Regions from separate parts of the Hordeum vulgare genome. Here region 2 is linked to region 1. A link is a contact called in public Hi-C data. All regions are on one chromosome and are shown on one strand. Each heading gives the region's core, a stretch centred on a gene start, on an enhancer-like site or on the middle of the called end of the contact. The rest is flanking DNA. Distances are from core to core; before and after follow the strand shown.

Region 1 (6,608 bases), core at 1,818-4,317:
ACCACCTCGGCCACGGCTACACCACCATACGCTCTCGGCTATCTCGACCAACGCACAAAGGGCTACCGCCTTGCTTGAGCAACCTTGTCGGTTTACACTCCAGCCACAACTTTCACCATGCATCGACTGTTACGACTGTGGGGGGATGACCGTCGGCTTACCTTCAGATTCTTCTCCAGTCTCACCGTCTGCATCGTTACCGTTGTGATTGCGGGGGATGTTGAGTAACGTAATTGTTTAGGAAAGCATAGATAGACTAGGATTTGTTCCTGCCTTGATTTGTACTCCAAGATGATCATGTACTCCTATATATATATGCCCACGAGGCTCAAGCAATACATCAACTATTCCACCAATCCCTATTCTCCAGCTCAACAGATCCTAATATCTCTAGAATGTTCAGCCTGGGAGCTCCTCATCGAACTAAACTTTTGCCAAGGATCGAACAATGCATCCTAGGTAGAACCACGATTTTCAGCTGCCCCATACGACATGGGAGCAGTCGGTCCAAAAATCAGGAAAAAGCCAAGGACAAGTCAATTGCCTAATATGGCGCTGAAAAAAGCCCTAAAACCCAAAAAAAATGATGGGAAAAATAAAAAATAGGATAATTGTACAAAAATAAAACAAATGATTTGCAATGATATATAAAATGTATTTCACATGGCACACTGGACTTCCCACCTCTATGTCGTTCGATCCAGACAAACATATTGCAAAAACAATGCCATATTCTTTACTAATACATATCTATCCATGGCAAAATTAGAAGATTTTGCATCTGAAACAAACAAAATTTGCAATGATCACAATAGTTTGCCATGGGCAACAAGCTCCCAGGAAAAATACCATGGCAAAACATACAATATTAATATAGCATGATGGCTTATAAGTTTATGATATTTTTAATTTAGTGGCAAAAGTTACAAGACCAAATGGCAAAATTGTTAGATATCCATGGCAGAACCATTGAACTATGGCATTTCTTTAGTAAACACAAATAAATAACAAGGCTTTTCACCTCGCAGGAAGCCCGGTGAGCAATCCTCAATTTATTAAAATAAAAAAACTACATGGTTTTTTTGGCGTATGAAACAAGTTTTACATGTTTTAGTTAAAACTAGTTTTGCCATGGAAAGACTAATTGTTCTTTGCCATGCTATGCAATTTTTCACCATGGCCCAAAAAATGAAGGAAAATAAAATTGCCATGATAGACAACAAAAGGAAGATATCATGGATTGTTTAGTGAAAATTGTCGTGGTTCATAAAAAGCAAAACTTCACACAAGAGATGGAAGTAAATTTCCGTGCTTGATAAAGTAAATTTATGAAATCAAAATGATACGGTGTTTTGAAAACAAGTGTGAAGTTACATGTGCTTCTATCAACGTAGAATCGCGAGGGCAATATGTCGCACCCCTTCCTAATTGGAATCACCTACGTGCGATAGTCGCGGGCTGGCCCATTTTAGCGCGGGTGAACGATGCGCGCATAGGTTCGCTTCGTTTTGGCCCGTAGCAGTCATTGCCGGGTTGAGTCGCTCAGGTTTTCTCCTTTTCTTCTTCTTCTTTTATTCACTGGTTCTCTTCAGTTTTTCTATTATTTCTTCATTTTACTTTGGCTTGTTTGTTTTTTCATTATTTTCCCTTTTTTTTCCTTCTCTGTACTTCGTTTTCTTTTGGTATTGTTCATTTTCTCGGGATTTCTTTGATTATCTTTTTGTTTCCTTGTCGTTTTTGTTTCTCAAAGCACAATGTACATTTTTAGAGTACACATGATACATTTTTGTGGTACACGCTGGAGATTTTCTAAATATATGATATACATTTAAATACATGTTTCGAACAGTTTTTCAACGTGTGGTACTCCGTCTGATCTGCATGAGTTGTCGTTAGTTTATTGCAAATTTTTATCTACTTTGTACTCAACTAGCAAAAAGTTATATGTATTAGAGGGAGTAACATTTTTTACAAATACATGTTATACATACTTTTAGTAGTAATTAACATTTTCTAAACTACATGAGCATTGTTTTACATTGTATAAACTTTATTAAAAATTTCATGGATATTTTCTGAAACACAGGAATATTTTCTTAAAGTACCATGATAAGGTTTTTAAATGGAAATAAGCATTTTTTATCATATGCGAACATTTTTTATCTTGGCATATGTCATTTTCCTAAATTTCATGACCATTTTATTGCAATGCGGGAGTTTTTCCATCAAATATGATGTACAATTTATTAATGGCAAGAATATATATATACATTTCACAAACATTTTTTTACGTTGTATACGCAACTTTTAAACACAACTCTTATATTGATTTTTGAAGCGCCTTTTTTCATTTTCACGAACATTTGTTTGGAAGTTATCAGCATTTTCTGAAACAGTGCTAACAATTTTTTATAAAGTGTTATCATTTTTTATCAAATTTCCTAAGTAAATTTAAGTTTCTTGAATACATATATTTAATTTGAAGTATAAATAAAAGAAGAGGAGAAAGTGAAATTAGTGTGACTTTAGCATGACGTCAGCTGAACGAGCCCCGTGCTTCTGGGCAGGCCCACTACCATCTCCTGTAGGCCAGGTTGCCATGGCCTCGCAATGTGCAGCACATAGCCGCGTCCACGTAGAATCCTCGTCATCCGGTTCGACCTCATATATGAGCCCAAAACCGCCACGCATCCATCCTTCCTTTTCCCAAACCCTTAACCCTTTGGGTTTACTGCTGTTTCTAAGAATATATTTTTACTGCTTTGCATTACAAGTATATACTTTCTCTGTAAATTAATGTAAGATATTTTAGATCACTTAACGATAGTCTAAAATGCCTTATATTAATTTACAGAGGAAGTAGCAAATAAGCACTTCAATGTCTAGCAACGCAAAGAACGGATCTATGCGCCCATCCACACCATGTCATCCTATGATCACCGATGGGATCCCTTTGCGTGGCCTCCCTTGGTGGCAGTGACAGATAACACCATCGGTGTGTCACTGTCACCCAATGTTCAGGAGTTGCACAACAGTGGCTTTAGTAGTTGGCGCTCATGGCATGGTGCGTGCATCGGACTCTCTGCTGCCCTGCTGGAAGGTGGACCACACCGGTGAGGTGGTGCTCACCCGACGGTGCTACGGTCCACGGCTTGTGGTTGTGTTTCAGATATGATCGGTCGAATGAGGGTGCGATGGCCTCCTAACGCTCCACGATAGCGGCGGTGACCAAAAAGATCTTCGGCGTGTCATTAGTGGAGAAACATGTCAAAGTTCCGGTTCACCAATCAAGACTAATAAATCTCTCCTAATAATAAAGCGTGGTTCGCTTCTGTCGTCCGTCACGGCCTTTTTGCAAAAAAGCTTCTATCATTTTTGTTATTCAACCCGCACTACAATTTTAAGTGAGTCGAAAGGAGGAAGAAGAAGAACCAGCGGGCGATGGCTCTGGATCGGGATCCCCTCCCGTTTAGGCGCTCGAGAACGGTGGAGGCGAGGGAGCTCGAGGAACGACCTTGTCGCCGGAAAAACGAGGCCGAGGGGGTGGGCGGAGCGCAAGGGCGCGAGCACGTCGAGGCGGAGAGGTCGGGCGTGGCGTCGCAGACGACCGGGCCAACGCGGGGCGGTGCGGGAGGCCACCGGGAAGGGGCGGCGCAGACGACCGGGACGACGCGGGGCACGCTAACACCGGCCGTGGGCAGAGTGGTGCACGGGGGCGGACAGAGTGGTGGAGCCGACGCGGTGAGGCGACGCGGGCGCGTGGAGAAGTGGCGCACGGGGGTGGCCGGATGGGCGGAGCCGACACTGGGAGGCAACGCGGGCGCGCGGAGACAGAGCGGGCGGAGCTGCGCCACCACGGGGTCGGTCCGCTCCACCCGCACCTCCCCGCCTGCCGCCGCAGAGCTCGGTTCAGAGGGAATTAGCGGTTCGAGAAAGATCTAGAGGCGTCTGGGATGTGGATGAGGTGTGGCGAGGGAAACTCCCTTTTTAGCGGTGAGGACTAGCGTGAAGGCCGTTACCTTAGTGGATGCTAAAACGAACGCACGTACGAGAATGGGCTATGGGCCTAATGCATGAGTTGGCATGTTACTAATTTTTCTCCGTTACTTGGGTAATTCGAGTACTTGATGGTTAAAACCGAAACGAACAATGCAATTTTCGGTTATACAAAGTTGCTGACCGAATTTAGTATAAACATTTTCGGTTTCGGTCTATTTGGCATCGGTCTCGGTTTTTTCGGTTCGGTAATTCGGTCTTCGGTTAAAATGCCCACCCCTAGGTGCGAGGGCCAAACGGCACACGTGGCCCATGCAAACAAGGGGATTAAAGCAAAGAAAAAAAGATAATTTATGGGTTTATTTCTACATTTTTGACAAAATATTTAAATCCTTTGTGCCCATTGTGACACAAACACATGGCGGAACCATATATGCCTAGACGAGAATGAAATAAGTACATAAATTATTTCCAAGCACTGCTGATTTCGGTTTATATAAGTGCATATTAAACCATGGATGACAAACATAGTTTAGTTTTCAATTAGTAGCTGAACTCTCGAAGAATGTGCTTCAAAGTTGAAAAAAATGGACTAAACAGAAGTCGCATCCCTCGTTCCAACCATTGTCCCTAGGCCCGTAGCAACGCACGGACATTTTTCCTATAGAGACTAAAGCACTCTCTCATTTAGACTCGGTTAGTCACGACCCGGGACTAAAAGTCCCACCATGTGGTAGCTACGCGCGCCGGGTGCTGGGGACCTTTAGTCCCGATTGGTGACACCAACCGGAACTAGGGTTTTAGGGGTTTAGTTATTTAGACTTTTGGGTTTATGGTTTATTTTTTCTTTTTTATTTTCTGTTCTTTATTTAATTTTTTTCATTTCAGACATATTTTAAGCTACTACATATTGTACACGTTATGCATATATAATAGAATTTCTCGTACGACCAATCATATATATATCATAGAACTTCTCGTACAACCATGCACATACACATATATATAATTTGGTATATGCAATTTCTCGTACAATTTGCACATCTTACATACATGCATTAGGTGTAATTGTATTCTTCGTCCGAACATATAACCTGCTCAACCAAAATTCCCGTAATTTCCTCTTGAAGTCCTCGTATGCGGTCCTTTGGTAGGAGCCTATCTCGCATGTTCGTCATCTTTAAAGAAGAAGATCAATATGAATATATTAGTTGTGTGTATATATATTAGATCATGATAAAAAAATTATGATGAAGTAATTTTTTTAGCAAGATCACGACGATCCCCTCACCTTAAAAATACCCAGATTAATATTTTTAGCAAGATCATCATGATCAAGTAACCACTCATCATAATCTTAATTTTAGTAATCACATCACATAAAGCATTGACACTTCAAACTAAGGAAAAAATCATAGTGCTAATAACATCTAGTGAAGATTTTAGAAGAACCAGCTTTAGTTACTGTTGAGGAACAACCTAACGAAAATTTATAGAATGATAATATATCGAGTAAGCACAAAACCGTTACTTATTCACCAATTAAAAAACATGCCCATTAATAGCAAATTTTACCGTGAATGTTTATGAACCCATTTTTTTGAATAATTGAGATGGTAAGACAACAAAATTATAGTGTATCAAGTATTTATTTACAATTGAAAAAGAAAAAGAAACTCAAATGATGATGTAGCTTTAGGGGTTAGGGCCCCTAAAAATCTCAGGACTGGCCATGAAGGTCAGGATCAAGATCTGATGGTAGAGGCTCACCTCGAGTTTTGGTCGCCGGGATCTCGTCGGAGTCGGAGAAGAAGGTGGCGCGCGGCAACTCGGGTTTGAAGCGGGCGACGTCTCGGTTAATCCTCGGGACACGAGGATAGGTCCCCGGTGGTCAGTGCATCGTGGTGAGTACAAAGGTGGTCATGGTGTCGTCGATTGCGTCCAGCGACGATGGCGGACAAATGGAGCAGCGAGGGGAGTCGCTCGTGTGCTCGTCTTGGGATCTGTGTGTGCAATAGACATGGTGAAGGGGGTAGAGGGGGTTTAGGTGAACCGAAAAATTACAACGCCAGTAGTGGTGCCTCACCGGCGTCGACGAAATCGTTCGTCGAAGTTGGGCGGCTATGCCGAAGGTTAAAGACGAGCTCGAGAACACTCCAGGGGCTCCGACGAGGCGTGCCCAGATTCAGTTTTACAAATTGAAATTAATTCTTGTAAAATACATATAAATTTGAAACTAAACCAAGTGAGTTGATTCAAATTTCTGTGGATTCATCTTGAAGATTTCTATCAACTATATAGTATCATTTTGACAGGAAATTGCATAAGTAATTTTACACTTGTTAATTTGAAAAGCACTACAAATGAAGCCTTAAAAGGTTGAAATTTGACATGGTATCATCATCTCACCCGCATAGCATGTGCTAAAAAGTTGAGAGGGTTACGGCAAAAACTAAATTCACTTCGTGCACAAACTGGACAATCTCTTTCGAAGTATCACTGTTTTGGACGAAAACTCATCTCTTACAAAGGCATTTTTTAAGCTTATTTCAACTCCAGACTTTTTGTTTGTTCAATACGCATCATTCAAAGCCAAATCATCAATTTTCAAC
Region 2 (6,608 bases), core at 2,998-5,497, 200 kb after region 1:
TGTTCTAACAAGTGACGCGCATACATTGCATCACTTATGAGAACTCAAGAAGGTAGAGTGGAGTTTCCAAGGGGCACCCCTTTAATTATGACGACCTCGAAAAAACAATAATATTATATATAAATAGGGTCTTTTTTGAAACATGAACATTTTTGGAACACTTTTTAAATAAAATACTAACATTTTTTAAAATTTGTGAAAGGAATTTTGGAACATTTTGCGTAATTCTGAAAAATTATATAAAACTTGGATATTTCTTGAAAAAAATATATGAAAAAATGGAAATAAACAGGAAAAAAGCTCACTCAGAGTGAGTAGTGTGATGCGTGTTAAGTGGGCTCGGCCTATCTTCTGTTGTGAACAAAAAAAAAGAGCCATCCTTTGCGGCTATTCGATAATGCGACCTCAGAGTGAGTAGTATGATGCACTAACCACTCCATCGTCCCATGTTAACTCCTCAGCTACTACTTCTTCCTCTCTTTCTTCTTTCTTCTTACTTCTTTCCCCTTTTTCTGTTTTTTTCACTTTTTTTTTCTTTTTTCGTCTTTGTATTTAATCGGAACTAGTTGTTTTTATTTTTTTAGTATTTGATATGTCGATATTTTTTGCAAAATAGATGAATTTTCTTAACTTTGTTGAACTTCTTTTAAAATTCTTGAACATTCTCTTCATATTGATTAACTTTTCTCAAATTTGATGAACCATTTTTCAAATTAGTGAACTTTTAGGAAATTCAAATGTTTTATTTTATTCCGATAAACTTTTTTTCCAAATTTGATCAAATTTTCCAAACCAATGCTTTTTATCCTCAAATTGGTGAACTTTTTAAAATTCTGAAGATTAGTTTTCCGAATTCGATGAATTTTTTCAAAATTTAAGCTTATTTTCTTCAAAAGTGTGACTTTTTTAATTCTGATGAACTATTTTTCAAATTTTATGAACTTTTTCGAAACTGATAAACTTTTTCAATCTTCGGTGAACTTTTTTTGAACTTTTTCTCGAAGCCTATGAACATTTTTTCAAAATTTATGAACTGTTTTCAAAATCAATGAACTTTTCTCAAATCCGATGTACTTTTTTCAGATTGATGATCTTTTTTAAAAAAAAAATATTTCTTGTATTCAAATCGATGAATTTATTTTTGAAATCGATGTACTCTTTTCGGAATCGGTGAAAATTTTCCAAATCAAGAATTGTTTTCCTAAATTTCGTGCACTTTTTTTCAAATTGATGAACTTTTTATAAATTTGAAGTTTTTTGTGTAAATCTCCGGACAATTTTTAAATTTTTATGAACTTTTTCCAAAATTGACGAACATTTTTTAATAGATAAAAAATATTCAGTTTCGATTAACTTCTTTCAAAATTGTCACATTTTTTTATCCAAACAAATTATCGTGATTTTTTCCCAAAAAATGTAAGCTATTCAGTACATATGTATGTATCAACAAATAGCACTGCGACCGTCTTATTAGGCATTCCAGGCTGTAATAAATCACTTAAGTCTGGTAGATCAGTGGTTAGCGTGTTCAGATGTGGTACGGATGTCTTGGGTTCAAATAGGATATTCATATTTGACGGTTTGTCTGTATGCCGCTCAAAATACCTGCTAGCATATGGTCGAGAGCAACTAGTTAACGAGCACTTCTTCGAAAGCTTCCCAACGATCACTCTCGTGCGTCGCCACTTAACATGTTCTCGGCCGCCGTCACCTGTCGCCTTTCGAACGTTTTTTTGTATTATTTTTTTATTTTCTCGCACTTGTTTTCGGCTTTTTAGTGTTGTTTTTTCCGGATTTTTTTATGTTCCGGTTTTACACTGCTCTTTCGTAACTTTTGAACGGAAAAAAATTAAAAAGAAATCCACCAAAAAACCTCGTTTTTTATTTTTTGCGAGAGGCACGGTTTTGCTTCCGCGGTAGGCACGGGTTTGCCTTCCCGAGAGTCACGGACGTGTCTTTCGGAAAGAGAAAAAAACGTGTTTTTTGTTTATATTTTGCGAGAGACACGGTTTTGCTTCCGCGAAAGACACGTTTTGCATTCGCAAGACGCACGCACGTGCCTCTCGGAAAAGGGAAAATGTGTTTTCTGTTTTTTGTGAGAGTCACGGTTCTGCTTTCGCAAAAGGCACGCCCGTGCCTCTCCCGAAAAGGAAGAAAACGTGTTTTTTTTTTTGCGAGAGGCACGGTTTTTTCTTCGCGACAGACACGCCCGTGCCTCTGTCGAAAATGGAAATAACGCGTTTTCTACTCTCTCTTTTTCCGCGAAAGGCATGGTTTTGCTTCCGCTAGAGGCATGATTTTGCCTTCACGACCTGTGCATCTCGAAAAGGGAAAAATGTGTTTTCTGTTTTTTTTCTATCGCGTGAGGCACGGTTTTTTCGTTCTTTTTTTTCTTCTAGTTTTTTTCTTAAAAACAATTCGTCAAAAACTATCAACATGGAATCTAGTTTTGAAGATTTGACGTGAGAAAGCCAACGATGAAAACGGTTCCAGAATTAGACGCACGATTTAGAAGATAAAACGTTTTGAAAATACAGATCTATAAAAAAAGAAAAACTTCCAGATTCCGACAAGTGGTACACATGCAGTGCGTCACTTATGTCAACCTGTGAAGGTGAAAATAATCGTTGAAAGGTGTACTCGCTAACTAGTAATTTCGTATATGGTCACTTGTAGCGAGAGCTGTTTCTGGGCCAGCCCAGGACACGTGGCCTCGTAGTGCTGATACCACCCTCGCGCCTTTGTTATTTATTGTTTTCACTTTTCTACATTTATTATTTTATTTTCTCACTGTTGTTTATGTTTTGTAATATCATAAAAATTGGTAAACTGTTAATCATGCATGCGAAAATGTTAAACGTGTATATAAAGATGTTTGTGATGTATATAAAGAATATACAATGCAAAGTAAAAAAATGTAGAATATGTTAATCATGTCTGCTGTTTGTGACATCTAAAGAATATCACGCATTTAAAATAATGTAAATGGCATTTAAAAAAATTATAATATGTAAATAAGTATTTTGGTCCTCAGAAAATATTTCATACATTAAATAAAATTAAACTTATGACTAAAAAATATTAACTAATTTAAAAAATGCGTTCATGACATTTTGAGAAAAAGTTTTTACCATGTAAAAAATCCATAGTAATATAAATATAATTCAAAATATGTTCGAACATTATTTGACAAATTATTAACCTATATCTGAAAAACGTTAAAAAATATGCTTAAAAATAATACTACAACGAAAGAATAATGAGAAACCGAAGAGAAATACGTGGGCGCGTAATGCTGATACCACTCTCAAGCCTTTGTTCTTTTTTGCTTCTGCTTTTCCTAATTTTTTCTTTATTTTCTCACTGCTGTTTATATATCGAAATATCATAAAAATCTGGAAAGTGCGATTCATGTATTTGAAAGTATTAAACATGCATATAAACATGTTTGTGATGTACACCAAAGATATACAATACGAAGTAAAAAAAGTAGAATATGTTAAACATGTTTACCTAACATATTTGTGATATTTAAAAAATGCCACACATTTAAAATGATGTGCGTGACATTGAAAATATGTTTATACGATGTGAATAAATATTAGCTTCATTCAAAAATTGTTACATACATTCAATAAAATTAAAATTACAATTTAAATATATTCAGGAATTTTAAAAATGTATTCGTGACATTTTAAGAAAATATTTGTACCATGTAAAGATATCCATAGTAAAATCAATATAATTCAGAATATGTTCCAACATGTATTTGAGTAAACGCTATCTAAAAAATATATAAAAATATGTTTAAAAATTGTTTTACGAGAAAAGCATAAAAAAATAGAAACCGAAGACAAAGACGACAAACCATATCTCTTTTTTTATGGATAAAGGCGTTCCCCTTTATTCAACCTGAATGTTCATGGGTATCATTACATGATCATGAGGAACACCAAGCCACAAATGCTGGCTACTGTAACCGATAAAGCAGTGCTTGCTAAAAAATGAGCTTCAAGATTACTCTTCCTACTCTTGAAACAAAAATTGCAGGAAATAAACTCACTCCTCTGTGCATTAATCTCTCTAATTATGGCAGCATTGCTTCCTCCTTGCACTTGTCCAATATCTTATAACTGAACTGCAAAGCATATCTAGGAACTCTTATACAGTTCTTTATGAGTCGGTTCAGGAACTGGCGCTCACTAGCCGCGCCTGGTGGGCCGGCACTCGACGAGAAAACTTCCCTAAAATGTTACTCCCGTGAGGAATCCATCTCGCCTAGTGTAGCTACTGTCCAGGTTAGCCAACCACTAGAACAACAAGGCGCTAGTCCAAGATTCCAGCGCGGACATTTAAACAATAATTGCAGCCCACATAGATTTAAGAACCCATGATTTTATCGAAAAACAATTGTGGACAAAATTTGAAAGTTCACAGACTTTAAAAGAGCCCGAATTTTCAAATAGTTCATGTAATAAAAAAGGTTCATGAATTCAAAGAAGTTCACGAATTAGAAAATTTTCATCAACTTTCAAAATAGTTCACAAATTTAAAAAGCATCGTTAATTTTGAATATAAGTACATAGACTTTTGAAATAAAAGGTCACAGATTTGGAAAAAAATCATCAATTTTGATAAAAAAATCACCAATTTTGTAAAGATTCATCAATTTTGAAAATGAAATCAATTCTTAAATAAATCACAAATTTATTTTTAAAATGAATTTGAAAAAAGGTCATCGAACCAGAAGAAAAGTTTGTCAAATTTGAAAAACAAATTATCAATTTCGAAAAAAGTTCATTAATGTTGAAAAATAAAAAAGAGACAAAGGAAGAAAAGAGATAAGAACATGTAGTTCAGAACATGAGGTGAGGCCTATGAGGTGGTTAGTGTAGGGTTGGAACGTCCAGGAGGTCGCTGGTTAGAATACCATCGCACGCGGGTGCATTTCTTTTGTTTACATCCGAAAAAAATGGAGAAGATGAGCCGAGCCCAACATGACATTTTTTTGTTTTACAACAGAAAAAAAGGAACACGGGTGGAGTCCAACTAAACACGCCCTTCATGCACCCGTTTGCGAAACCAATAGGAACGGCGCCTGAAACACCAAGTAGGATCCGACATCCTATTTGGTGCTTCGTTAAAGGCGTTCATCCCGTTCATTCCCCCACTTCACTAGCCCCATTCGACTTTTTGTTCTTCCTAGCTTAACTCGAAATAAACATGCGAGAGAAAGTTGAACTCGAGAGCTCTCGATTTGTTTTTTAACACTCGACCTCTCGATCCAGGGGGGATGCAGCAACCACTTGATCAACTCGACGCATGTGTTTACTATTTTTTCCCTTTCTTTCTTTCTTCAATTCGATGGGTCTCGTTTCCTTTTCCCCTTTTATTGTTCTTATTTTACTTAATTGCATGATGTTTTCAAAATTTGTGCACTTTTTTTTATCAAAATCAATGAACCTTTTCAAATTCATGATTTTTCTTCAAAAGCGACGAACATTTCTTAGGTTCACAAACTCTATTCTTCAAAAATGATATTTTTTTTCCAAAATCCAATAATTGTTTCCCAAATCGATGACATTTTTAAAAATTGATGAAGTTTTTCCAAATTTCATTAACTACTTTTACAAAATTGGTGAACTTCTTCCAAATTTAATGAATTTTTTTTCAACATTGGTGATTTTTTCCAAAGTTAATGAACTTTGTTCAAATTTGATGACTTTTTCAAAATCAATTAACTTTTTTTCCAAGATGAGCTTTCTTTCAAATTCATGAACTTATCTTAAATTCATGTTCCTTTTTCAATTTGTATGAACCTTCCTCATTTGTATGAAAATTTTCAAGTTCACATATTTTTATTGTGAATTTTTTTTATCATAAAATAATGCACATAACAAATTGGGTATATATTACTCCTACGTGTTAGGGTTGTAGGAGAAGAAGCATCAAATAGATTATTTTCTTTGAAATGGACAACAAAGTTACTATGGCCTACTAGTTAATGTGTAACGTTAGGAAGTTACTCCCTCTGTCTCAGTTTACAAGTCCGGCACATGTACCTAGGTCCTCAATTTGACCAACTTAATGAGAGTCATATATAACAAAAAATATATCATTAGAAACTTTAGATGTTCTATTTTTTAATGATATAATTTTTATGTTAAATAATATATTTTATATAAGTCAAATTGACGATCTAGGTACATGTGCATGCCTTGTAAACTATGACAGAGGGAGTACACACGTAGGCTTGGAATGTCGCTTCTACGAGAAGAAGTAAATGTTGGGCACGTAGGGTTGGAATGCCGCTTCTACGAGAAGAAGTAAATGTTGGGTCGATCCGCTATGTGTGCGGTTCGAGGACCATGTGTTGAAGAATGTTGCATGGAAAATAAAAAAAAATCCTATGAACATCCAAGATCTATCTACCGAGAAGCATATCAACAATAGGGAAGAATGTGTCTACGTACCCTCATAGACCATTTAAACGAAAGCATTTATAATGCGGTTGATGTAGTCGTACGTCTTCATGATTTAGTAGCGACCCGTCTCGATCAAGCGTCGAACGGACGACACCTCCGCGTTCAACACACATGCAGCTCGAT

What was found. A called contact is a pair of places that touch in the nucleus more often than the background predicts.
Region 2: a contact with region 1 is called in a Hi-C map of seedling, with 3 times the contacts expected there. The contact joins two enhancer-like sites. A contact is called at or near these places in 2 of 6 Hi-C or Micro-C datasets (leaf and seedling).

Annotation. Positions count from the first base shown.
Region 1 is chr2H:569,571,789-569,578,396 of MorexV3_pseudomolecules_assembly, forward strand. No RefSeq gene overlaps it. Among protein-coding and RNA genes, the nearest start is that of LOC123430581, 16 kb to the right of the region's middle. Within about 2 kb of position 3,068, at least 3 of the 3 cell types and tissues checked have open chromatin away from gene starts, as enhancers often do. A contact at or near this core is called in seedling, where this site is marked.
Region 2 is chr2H:569,774,579-569,781,186 of MorexV3_pseudomolecules_assembly, forward strand. No RefSeq gene overlaps it. Among protein-coding and RNA genes, the nearest start is that of LOC123430583, 30 kb to the left of the region's middle. Within about 2 kb of position 4,248, at least 2 of the 3 cell types and tissues checked have open chromatin away from gene starts, as enhancers often do. A contact at or near this core is called in seedling, where this site is marked.